Regions from separate parts of the Podarcis muralis genome. Here regions 2 and 3 are each linked to region 1. The links are chromatin contacts, called in public Hi-C maps. All regions are on one chromosome and are shown on one strand. Each heading gives the region's core, a stretch centred on a gene start, on an enhancer-like site or on the middle of the called end of the contact. The rest is flanking DNA. Distances are from core to core; before and after follow the strand shown. Region 1 holds the start of LOC114584598 (cytochrome P450 2W1-like). Region 2 holds the start of CHLSN (cholesin). Region 3 holds the start of LOC114584942.

What was found. A called contact is a pair of places that touch in the nucleus more often than the background predicts.
Region 2: a Hi-C map of tail shows a contact between it and region 1, with 2.5 times the contacts expected there. The contact joins the promoter of CHLSN here to the promoter of LOC114584598 in region 1. A contact is called at or near these places in 2 of 3 Hi-C or Micro-C datasets (blood and tail).
Region 3: a Hi-C map of blood shows a contact between it and region 1, with 6 times the contacts expected there. The contact joins the promoter of LOC114584942 here to the promoter of LOC114584598 in region 1. A contact is called at or near these places in 2 of 3 Hi-C or Micro-C datasets (blood and tail).

What each region holds. Positions count from the first base shown.
Region 1 is chr14:50,135,237-50,138,577 of rPodMur119.hap1.1, reverse strand. It overlaps LOC114584598 (cytochrome P450 2W1-like), which reads left to right and starts at 1,492. Exons shown (of 10, transcript XM_077918694.1): 1 at 1,492-1,756. The coding sequence starts at 1,556.
Region 2 is chr14:50,306,441-50,309,781 of rPodMur119.hap1.1, reverse strand. CHLSN (cholesin) reads left to right here and starts at 1,493. Exons shown (of 6, transcript XM_028707157.2): 1 at 1,493-1,642.
Region 3 is chr14:50,265,401-50,268,741 of rPodMur119.hap1.1, reverse strand. It overlaps LOC114584942, which reads right to left and starts at 1,622. Exons shown (of 2, transcript XM_028707150.2): 1 at 1,082-1,622. CHLSN (cholesin) reads left to right here. Exons shown (of 6, transcript XM_028707157.2): 3 at 120-167.

The DNA.
Region 1 (3,341 bases), core at 243-2,742:
GCTCTGGACAGCAGACATGGAGTTTTAGACTTGATTTATTGATTTAACCGTCCTTCACAGGCATTTTGGGACTCGGGTGGCGCTGTGGGTTAAACCACAGAGCCTAGGACTTGCCGATCAGAAGGTTGGCAATTTGAATCCCCCCGACGGGGTGAGTTCCTGTTGCTCGGTCCCTGCTCCTGCCCACCTAGCAGTTCAAAAGCACATCAAAGTGCAAGTACATAAATAGGTACCGCTCCGACGGGAAGGTAAACAGCGTTTCCATGCGCTGCTCTGGTTCTCCGGAGGTGGCTTAGTCATGCTGGCCACATGACCCGGAAGCTGTATGCCGGCTCCCTCTGCCAATAAAGCTAGATGAGCGCTGCAACCCCAGATTCGGTCACGACTGGACCTAATGGTGAGGGGTCCCTTTACCTTTACACAGGCATTTCAAACCTATTATATATCTGCCAGCCAACTCATTTCCTATAATTTGATGTGCAGAATGCCCATACCAAATTGACATGTACAGTTATGACCATAATAATAATATTTTTATTATTATTTCCCCCAACCCATCTGGTTAATCAAGATACATGCCCAGACTGTCTCACATCTGCTCAAAGGCCAACATTCCTGGACCGCGAAAGCCTCGCCACAGTACTTATGCCAGGGTTTCCAAAACTTAGGTCTCCAGCTGTTTTGGAGCTACAACTCCCATCATCCCTAGCTAGCAAGACCTGCGGTCAGGGATGATAGGAATTGTAGTCCAAAAACAGCTGGAGATTCAAGTTTGGGAGACCCTGCTATATGTGCTGGTTGCTTTGAGACTGAATTACTGCAATGCGCTTTTTGTGGGGCTTCCCTTGCGCTTGATCTGGATGCTGCAGTGAGTGTAGAATGCTGCAGCATGATTGCTAACAGGCCTCATCACCATATAAAACCTTTGCTCTAGAGGTCTACACTGGTTGCTGGTTGCTACCAGGCCAGGTTCAAGGAGCTACTCTTGGTATATAAAGCCCTTAACAACTTGGGACCAGTTTACCTGTGAGATTTCCTTTCCCTTCATGTGCCCACTCATCTACTAAGACTGGTAGAATTGACATTTGTAAGAACTCATTTAGTGTGGTATCACCTACGCTTTGGAACGCCCTCCCTGTTGATAGCAAGCAGGCATCTTTACTGTATTCTTTTTGTCAGCTCCTAAAGAAAACCCAAAACATTATTGTTTAGGCACACCTACCCAGATGCTAAGAAAGTTGATGTGCCAAGGATAAAAAGGTGGAAGAATGCACTGGAATAGTCCATATCATGGAAGCTCTAAATGGCAACTGGTGAAATCCTCATGGATGACATAGGCCTCTTTCAGTATTGCCTCATAATGTTTGGCTTTCAGCAGGTGGGAAGACTTTGCCCAGGGCAGCCAAGTGGACCAGTAAAGTGGAGTGCAGATCTTCGATGTTATGTAACGTGCCCCCGCCCCCATGCAAAACAAAACACTGAGCAGATCAGCAGTATTTGAGAGTTGTTCCATCAATTCTTGCTCTCACTCTCTTCCTTCCAAGTCAGCCTCAACATGGCTCTGTGGACATTCGTCCTCCTTGACCCAGTCTCAGTTTTCTTGCTGCTTGCGCTGATCTTCCTAACGACATTCTGGTTTCTGAGCAGCAACCATGGGAAATCACCTCTGCCCCTGCCTCCAGGTCCTCGACCACTCCCAGTCATTGGCAATTTGCATTTGATAGATATCAGAAGACAAGATTTATCATATATGAAGGTGAGATGTGGTGATGGCTTGTGGTGGGAGGGAGGGAGGCGTTGGTTCTGTTTTTAAACCTTCCCATTTCAGTGCAGCCGATGTAGAGTTTAAGGTAAAGGTAAAGGTACCCCTGCCCATATGGGCCAGTCGGGTCCGACTCTAGAGTTGTGTGCCCATCTTACTTAAGAGGCCTGGGGCCAGCGCTGTCCGGAGACACTTCCGGGTCACGTGGCCAGCGTGACGAAGCTGCAACTGGCGAGCCAGCACCAGAGCAGCACACGGAAACGCCGTTTACCTTCCCGCTATAAAGCGGTACCTATTTATCTACTTGCACTTAGGGGTGCTTTCGAACTGCTAGGTGGGCAGGAGCTGGGACCGAAAGACGGGAGCTCACCCCGCCATGGGGATTCGAACCGCCGATCATGCGATCGGCAAGTCCTAGGCACTGAGGTTTTACCCACAGCGCCACCCGCGTCCCTTGATGTAGAGTTTAGCTTTCCGTAAATCCCTGAGTATCGTTTCACAGCGTGATCTTCAGAGCAGATCACTTGCGATTATGATGGTGAAAATGTTAAACTCCTTAAATAATATTCGAGGTCCAAGGCTGTAGTCCTACATACCAGGGTTCAGAATTAGAGGGCCGCTCCAGGTCTCCCCCACCTCAGAGACCACCTACCAATTTTGGCAGTGGCATGAAGAGAACCTGGGGCATGACTGCCTGCAGCAGCACCTGATTTGCAGAGCAGAAGCAAATCAGTTACGTAAGTTTTCTGGGGTATTTTGCAGCTTCATCCATCCTGACCCAGTGCTGTGATCAGCATCTGATGAGTCGTCCAGTGAGATTGCCCCCACTCCCCTCGCCGACACCTTGGACCTCTTGACAGCTGAGAGCGCAGTTTTTGGAGAGGTGACAGGTCACAAGGATCTAAAGTGGCCAGGGAAGATGCATACTTGTTTCCCTGCCGCCACCAACAAGGCCTTTTTTCCAGCTGTGGGGCAGGAGAGATAAAATCCCCTCTTTTGCACTGGTTTATTTGACTGAAAATATTCATACACCGCTCTTCATAAAAAATAAAAAAGACACCAGGGCAATTCACAATTGGGACAATAAAACCATACAATAGAAACCATATTTAAAAACTTAAAATTAGAAATCAGCTGACTATGGCAGAAAGATATCTTCTTCATTGCCCACATTTGTTTTCAGCAGGTGTTTAAAAGGTTGAAACAGAAGGTGCCTTCTGAATCTCTATTGGCAGAGAGTTGCACAGGGCTGGGCTGATGACAATGGCTTGGTTTAATTTTGTTGTCAAGTGAGCCTCACAAACTCGGGGAATGAAAAGAGATGTTCTTGTAGATGATCTCTGTGATCAAGCTGGGATATAAGGGTCCAGGCAGACCCAGAGGTACCTTAGACCCAAGTTGCCCAGAGCTTTAATTCAGGGACTTGAACCTGGCTCGGTAGCAGGTGACAGATGGAGTCACATGGCCACTAATAATGAACCATATGATGTAGATATTACTGCACATTTATTATGCTGTTTTTGTGATGCAGAAATGACATGAGGAGATTTGGTATACTTATTTGTGTCATTTATTATTC
Region 2 (3,341 bases), core at 244-2,743, 170 kb before region 1:
GAGCAAAATGTGGAAATGATCCCTCTGACAGCTGACCAAAGGGAGTCATGGCTCTTCCTCTGTACTGGTCACCATATTCTTGTCCCACTAATAATACCTCAATGATTTCTTAACCATTGAGAGACAGTGTGGTGTAGTGGTTAAAGTGTCGGACTAGGACCTGGGAGACCAGGGTTCAAATCCCCACTCGGCCATGAAGGTCACTGGGTGGCCTTGGAAGCCAGTCACTGCCTCTCAGCCCAGCCTACCTCACAGGGATGACAGCTTCTGGGAGCCACAGGTGAGAGCCGAGTGCAGGATAGGAACCAAGGGTGGACAAACTAACCCAGAAGGAGCGTGATGTACTAGAGGGACTACTGGTTTGAGTTTCTACTGAAATGAGGCTGCATTTTAATGTTGTATTTTAATCTTGCTTTTAAGTTGTACTTTAATCAATTGTTTTTATAGCTGGTGTTTATGAGCCCAGTCTTGGCTGGGGAGGGCGGGGTATAAATAAAATTTATTATTATTATTATTACCCATCTCCTATAAATTAGAACCATGGGTTCACTCAAATGTAGTAGGGAAAACACATTAGTCCTTGACCTGAAGAAACACATTTAGGGCAGAAAATGCTTATTTTCCCTGCTGCTCTATAATACTAGTTAGTATTAAGAACAGACTGACAACACCTCACTCCCCACTATTGTTTTACTGTATTTTTAAATCTATTGCAAGCCACCTTGATAGCTCATGGGTAGGCAAACTAAGGCCCGAGGGCTGGATCCGGCCCAATCGCCTTAAATCCGGCCTGTGGACGGTCTGGGAATCAGCGTGTTTTTACATGAGTAGAATGTGTGCTTTTATTTAAAATGCATCTCTGGGTTATTTGTGGGGCGTGGGAATTTGTTCACCCCCCCCCCCCAAAAAAAAATAGTCCGGCCCACAAGGTCTGAGGGACAGTGGACCGGCCCCTTGGTGAAAAAGTTTGCTGACCCCTGTGCTTGACTGATCCCTGTGGCAGAATAGTACAAAGTTAATGCTTTCACTGAAAACAATTGCACTGGCTCCCAAAATTTGCTGGGCTACTTTAAAAAAAAATTTTTTTTTATGCGGCTACTAAACTGAATAAACAATCATAATCATAATCGACTTCTCCCTGGGTGTGGTCTCAATTGGAGCCTGCCCCAGTTTTGCGCATCTCCCTGTGGCGTGGTAGTGCGCTGAACCAGCCAGAGAGGAAGCCGCGTCGAGTACGACGGCGGGCGCAGACGTCACTCGCACTAGACGAGGCGGCAGGGTTACGGGTGGGGCGGGAGGAAAAGAGCGACGGCCTTTGAGCCCAATGGGAAAAGAGAAACCCAGGGCTCGCGCACTCTCTCTCCCCATCAACTGCCGCGCCTTCACGTGCTTGCTCCAAGCCCCGCCCAGCCCCGCCTTCCCCCCAGGGCGCGAGGGAGTCGGAGAGGAGGGGGAGGGCCTGGGTTCCGTAGCATTAGATTTTGATTAGCTCCGCTGCTTGATTGAAATGCGGGCGGTCCAGTGCGAGCGAGCGCGTGGCCTCCGGGCACCCAATGGGAGCGCCGGGGCGGTCTGAGGCGCTGGGTTGAAACGTGCGCGAGGAAGCGCGTGAGCGGCCGCAGCTGAGGAGGCGGGCTTGAGAGTGAGGTGGGTGGCGTGAGAGGGAGGCGGCCGCCTCTGAGGGGGCCGGGGCGGGTGTGGGTGTCGCGGTTTAGGGTTCCTGTGGGGCAGAGGAAGATCCCTATCCCACCCCGACCTGAAGCCGGCGAGGGGGTGGCGCGCAACACGTGCCTGTGTGAGGGAAAGACACCTCCCCCTCGCTGCCCTGCTCACTTTCCTCACGAGCACCTTCATTTCCCTCCCCCAACCGGACTCACAACAGACCTGTGAGGTAGGCCAGGCTGAGAAAGAGAGTGGCTGGCCGTCGACTCTCAAACCCCCCCCCCCCAGTTTAGACTCACAACAGACTTGTGAGGTAGGCCAGGCTGAGGGGGAAGGGTGTCTGGTCTCCCCGCTCCAATTTTAGCCTCACCACAGATGCGCCATAGGTAGGCCAGGCTGAGGGAAAATAATAATAATAAAAAAAAATTTTTATTTATATCCCGCCCTCCCCAGCCGAAGCCGGGCTCAGGGCGGCTAACAACAATAAAATAGTGCAACATTCTAAAAACATTTCATTATAAAAATTAATTAAAATCAAATTGATGGCAACCATAAGCTTAAGCATTAAAAACGTTCTCTGTACGGTTTTGCGTGAATTACGTTTAGGTATTGCCCTTGCCAACGTCTGGCAAAGCTGCTTTTCACCCGTGAAAGCTTATATTGTAATAAATTTATTGTAAACTCTCACTTTTTCTTATCACAGGGTAATGTAGTTGCTCCTCTTGAGGTTACTCAGGCCACCTGAGGAGTATGAGGCCTTGCAGAGGTTAAGACCTATTGTAAACATTTCTATACGGCCAAAGAAAAAGGAATAAGGGTGGGAAACAAAATAATCACTTAAATTACATCACTAGCAGCAAAGTTTATATGTCAATAATCAAATTAATATGTAATCAACTTTACTGGATCACATATCAGTGAACGTCTGAGAGAACAAACGTGTTTTAAGCTGGTGTTTAAAATCCAGTACTTTTAAGTGCCTGTTTAAATACTTGATGAACGTGAAAAACAAAAGAGGTACCCCATGTTCTCTTAGTTTGGTACATTAACCATGGTACACATAACATCTGCCAACTCAGGGTAGCCGTAGGTGCATATGGTGACATAGATACTAATCCATGAAAGCTTCAACTACAATAAATCTGTTAGTCCTTGTGGAGTAGTCTATGTGGTACCCTCCAGATGTGAGCTGCAACTCACATCAGCCCCAGGCACCATAGTCAGTGGTCAGGGATGATGTGAGTTATCCAGAATATCTAGAGATCAGGTTGGCTGAACCTGTTTTTAGGTGTCCAAAATAATGTTTTCCAGATGTAGCCTGTACTTGTTGCATCAGAAACAAAAGAGTCTTATGTCACCTTGAAATACTGCTGTAAGCTATCACAGACTAGAGTCCATCAAATGTTGCAGATTGAGGCAGCTAATCTTCTGGAGGATCGAATGAATGCACATTCCTACTTTAGAAGGAGGGGGTGCTATGCAACATTTCACAGAGGAAAATAGAAACACCTCGAGGAGCAGCTATGTTAAAATGGCCACAACAAAAACAATGGGACAGCCTTGTGTCTCAAAGATTACATGTTCTAGTCTTCCTCTCTGTGTCAGAAAGTATTTGCTTTTTAATTAATGCTGTATCCTGACAAGATATATGACTTTTCATGAGGTGGATTATATTTCCA
Region 3 (3,341 bases), core at 373-2,872, 130 kb before region 1:
AGGCATTGTGCTGCTAGTATGTTAGGCTTTATTTGTTTTGGCAGTGAATACAAAAATGTTCTGGAATCCTGTTCTCAGGCTCAGACACACAGCTAATAAATTATCCTTGCCTCCAATAGATGGAGCCGAACCATTCCCCACAACACGCAGGAGAGAACTACAGGAGGGCAAGTACTGCGAGGGAAATCTCTTGAGAAAGGCAGAACTTGAAATTATTTCCCCCTTGCATGCGTTTGCTTAAAACACTCAAGTCTGGGCATTTCAGTTTAATGAATTAAACTGACGACTTATTTGAAAGCTTCCAAGCTGCATTACTATGTTTAGGAATCGTTGTTTTAGAAACCAGATCTATTTTTGTATAGATGCTTAGCATATGACAGCCCTTCCCTGGGTTTTTTTCCCTACAGGAGAAAGAAGATTCTTTTATACAAGCAAGCCTTGTGCGTAACTTGAGTGTTATTGCTATTTTAGCTGTTTAGTGTAAATGTGTTTATAATTCTTTGCAAAAGATGGACTAGGGATTCTGACATAAGTTAAATTCAGAGACGGGATTTGTAGAGGCAGAGAAATAAAAAATGGAGTTACTTATACAGTTGATTACAGTAAGAATTTAACTGAAGGAATACAGTTTCTACAGAAACAAACAAATTGAGAAGAGATTTTTTTCTTCTACACAGAGGAAGAATGTCAACAGTGTTGTGTTTAAAATCTGTTATGTGTGCAACTCTTGCGTTAGTCTTATTCTAAAACAGTAGAAGGCAACATTCCGGCTCAGTAGAAAGTTTTGATTCCTCCTCCCCACTTCCTTTTGTTTAAATAGTTGAAGCATCTGGCTTCTTGCACATTTAAGAATTATGTGACGCTTTAATTATTTATAAAAGGATTCTAGCAGAACAGAAAAATCCTGGTCTCTTTTGTTTTCATAACATTTTTTTAAGATGTGGTATTTTGCTGCATTTTGTGCAGCTTTAAGCATATTACTGAAGCAAAGAGGTTGAAAGTACAGAGCTCTTTTCACAGTGTTTTTGGTCCTTAGTGATGATGAAAACATTTCATATTTAAAACAAAGTAGGTCACTTACCCGTGAAACAAAATGCAGATGCAACAGGCTGATGCTGTCTTTATGATCAGATTGATGAGGAAAGTAAGTTTTAATGCATACTTGGCTTCCTGTGTGTGGTGACGTGTTCAGTTCGAAAACTCAGACAACAAAAAACCACAGTTCTTCTGTAGGAAACAGGAACTTGGTTTCATGTAATTCAAACCATACACGTTGCAATTTTAGCCCGCGTATGGCTCCATCATGTGACTTTAAAGTTTGAGTTGACCTACACAGAGTGATGTTTGGGTACTCCAGAACAGAAAAGTAGTGTTTAGTCATATATTTCTGAGTCTTTGAGGCCATCCAGTGGCTTCTCGGTTATTTTAAATCATGAAGCCATTCTACCTCTATTCACTAATACTGGAAGTATGTTTTCACATGTCCAGATGTTTAGCATTTTCAAAATGCTGCAGAAGTAAATATCAAATAAAAATATTTTATACAAGTAGGACCTGCACCAAAATATTATCTTATGGAGTGCTTCCTGTCCAGGATTCCAGCCAGTCCATTCCATTCACCCCTCCTCTCCCCTGATCTCCCTCCCACTAACAGTCAGTCAGCTTTCCATGCCCACTAAACGTGCTCAGTGATTTGGCTGTTGTGAAAGTTCATTTCCCATTTTTTGAAATATATTTTTATGCTCCTTGAAACCTCTGAGTTCTCTGGCCTGCTGATAGTTCCCTCTTACGCGTAAGCAGTGTTGATTAGGCTGCATACGGACTAGAAGAAGTGAGATCGCTAGAAGTATAAATGGTAATGATTAAAACACTCACACCCTTACCTCTCCCCCCCTTCCAGAAGCTGATGCTGAATACTTTGCCTAGAATCAAAAGTTTGGAAATAAAGATTCCTACCTTCTTGCTGGGTTTGGAGGCATAATTGTGGTGTGTCCATGAAATAGCTTGTCCAAAATACCCTATGCATTAAGAGGTTATATTTAAGACAGGGTTTCCCAAACTTGGGTCTCCCAAGCTATTTTTGGACTACAACTGGAAACCCAAGTTTGAGAAACCTTGGTTGAAGAGATAGTCTATTTAATCTGCTCACTACTAACCCATAGTGTGCAAGATGGCTGAATACAATTGTAATTAATGATAATTCTAAACATTTTAATTTACACAGTGCTGTAATTTTCATGCACATTTCCCTCTGACAGTTACTGTTGCTATTCAAAATTGAATGAGGAAGAAAAAGTGGGCATTCTTTTCAAATGTGGTTTCTCTTGAACATTTATTTTTATAGTCTCAATTTGATTCAGTTGAACAATCATAGGATACGGTCATATGAGCTCAATAAGAAAGTAAACTTTATTCGGATAGCACACAAGGGGCTGTTTTAGTGTGAGTTTTTTTGTTTTTTTCAGTGGTTGGTCAACTGATTTAGGGCTAACTTTCTGCAGTTCTAGGAGGTTGCACTCTTTATTAAAGCGAGCATTCAGCAAATTTAAGAGTTTAAATCATTTGTGACTTGGGTGCATAATCATTATGAGAAGCCTGTAGCAAACAGACAAGTGTTTGAAATATAAAGACTTCCTAGTTAAGAAGGAGCTTCTGCATCAGCTGACAGCCCTTACACCCCTTCTGACAATGAGGTGGCTGAAAACAAAAATCACACTCTCAAAGAAATGATGTGTGCTCAATTACAGACACACAGTTGTCTGATGCATTATTGGAGAAAGCCTTAACAATGGTTAATTACACTCAGAACTAGCTGTTCACAATTGCAACACCATTTGGGCTTTTCCTGGTATGAAACCTAAGCATGGGTGTAGCCTGGAATTTTGTTAGGGGGGACAGGACTTTTGTTAGGGGAGCAGAACCAATGTGATTTGTCAGTGAGTATTTCTATTGTTTTACTTGATATGGGGGTGGGCAGCTGCCCCTCTGGCGCCCCCCCAGGCTACACCCATGAACCTAGCCTGGGGCATTTGAGAGTGTTTGGTTGCACAGCATGGGTGCACATCCTGGCTGAAATGCACACCAAGATGAGTCCCAGGGGAAAACTGGGTGTATTCCTCAGTTTTGACAACAAATAATAATAATAAATAATTATAATAATAATAACCATCCTGCCCATCTGGCTGGGTTTCCCCAGCCACTCTGGGCAGCTCCCAACAGAATAATAAGAATAAGAATAAGAATAATAAGTGATAAAACATCAAACATTAAAAACTTCCCTAAACAGGGCTGCCTTCAGATCAAATCAAATCAAAGGTTACTGGGTCTGCTTGCCTAAGCAA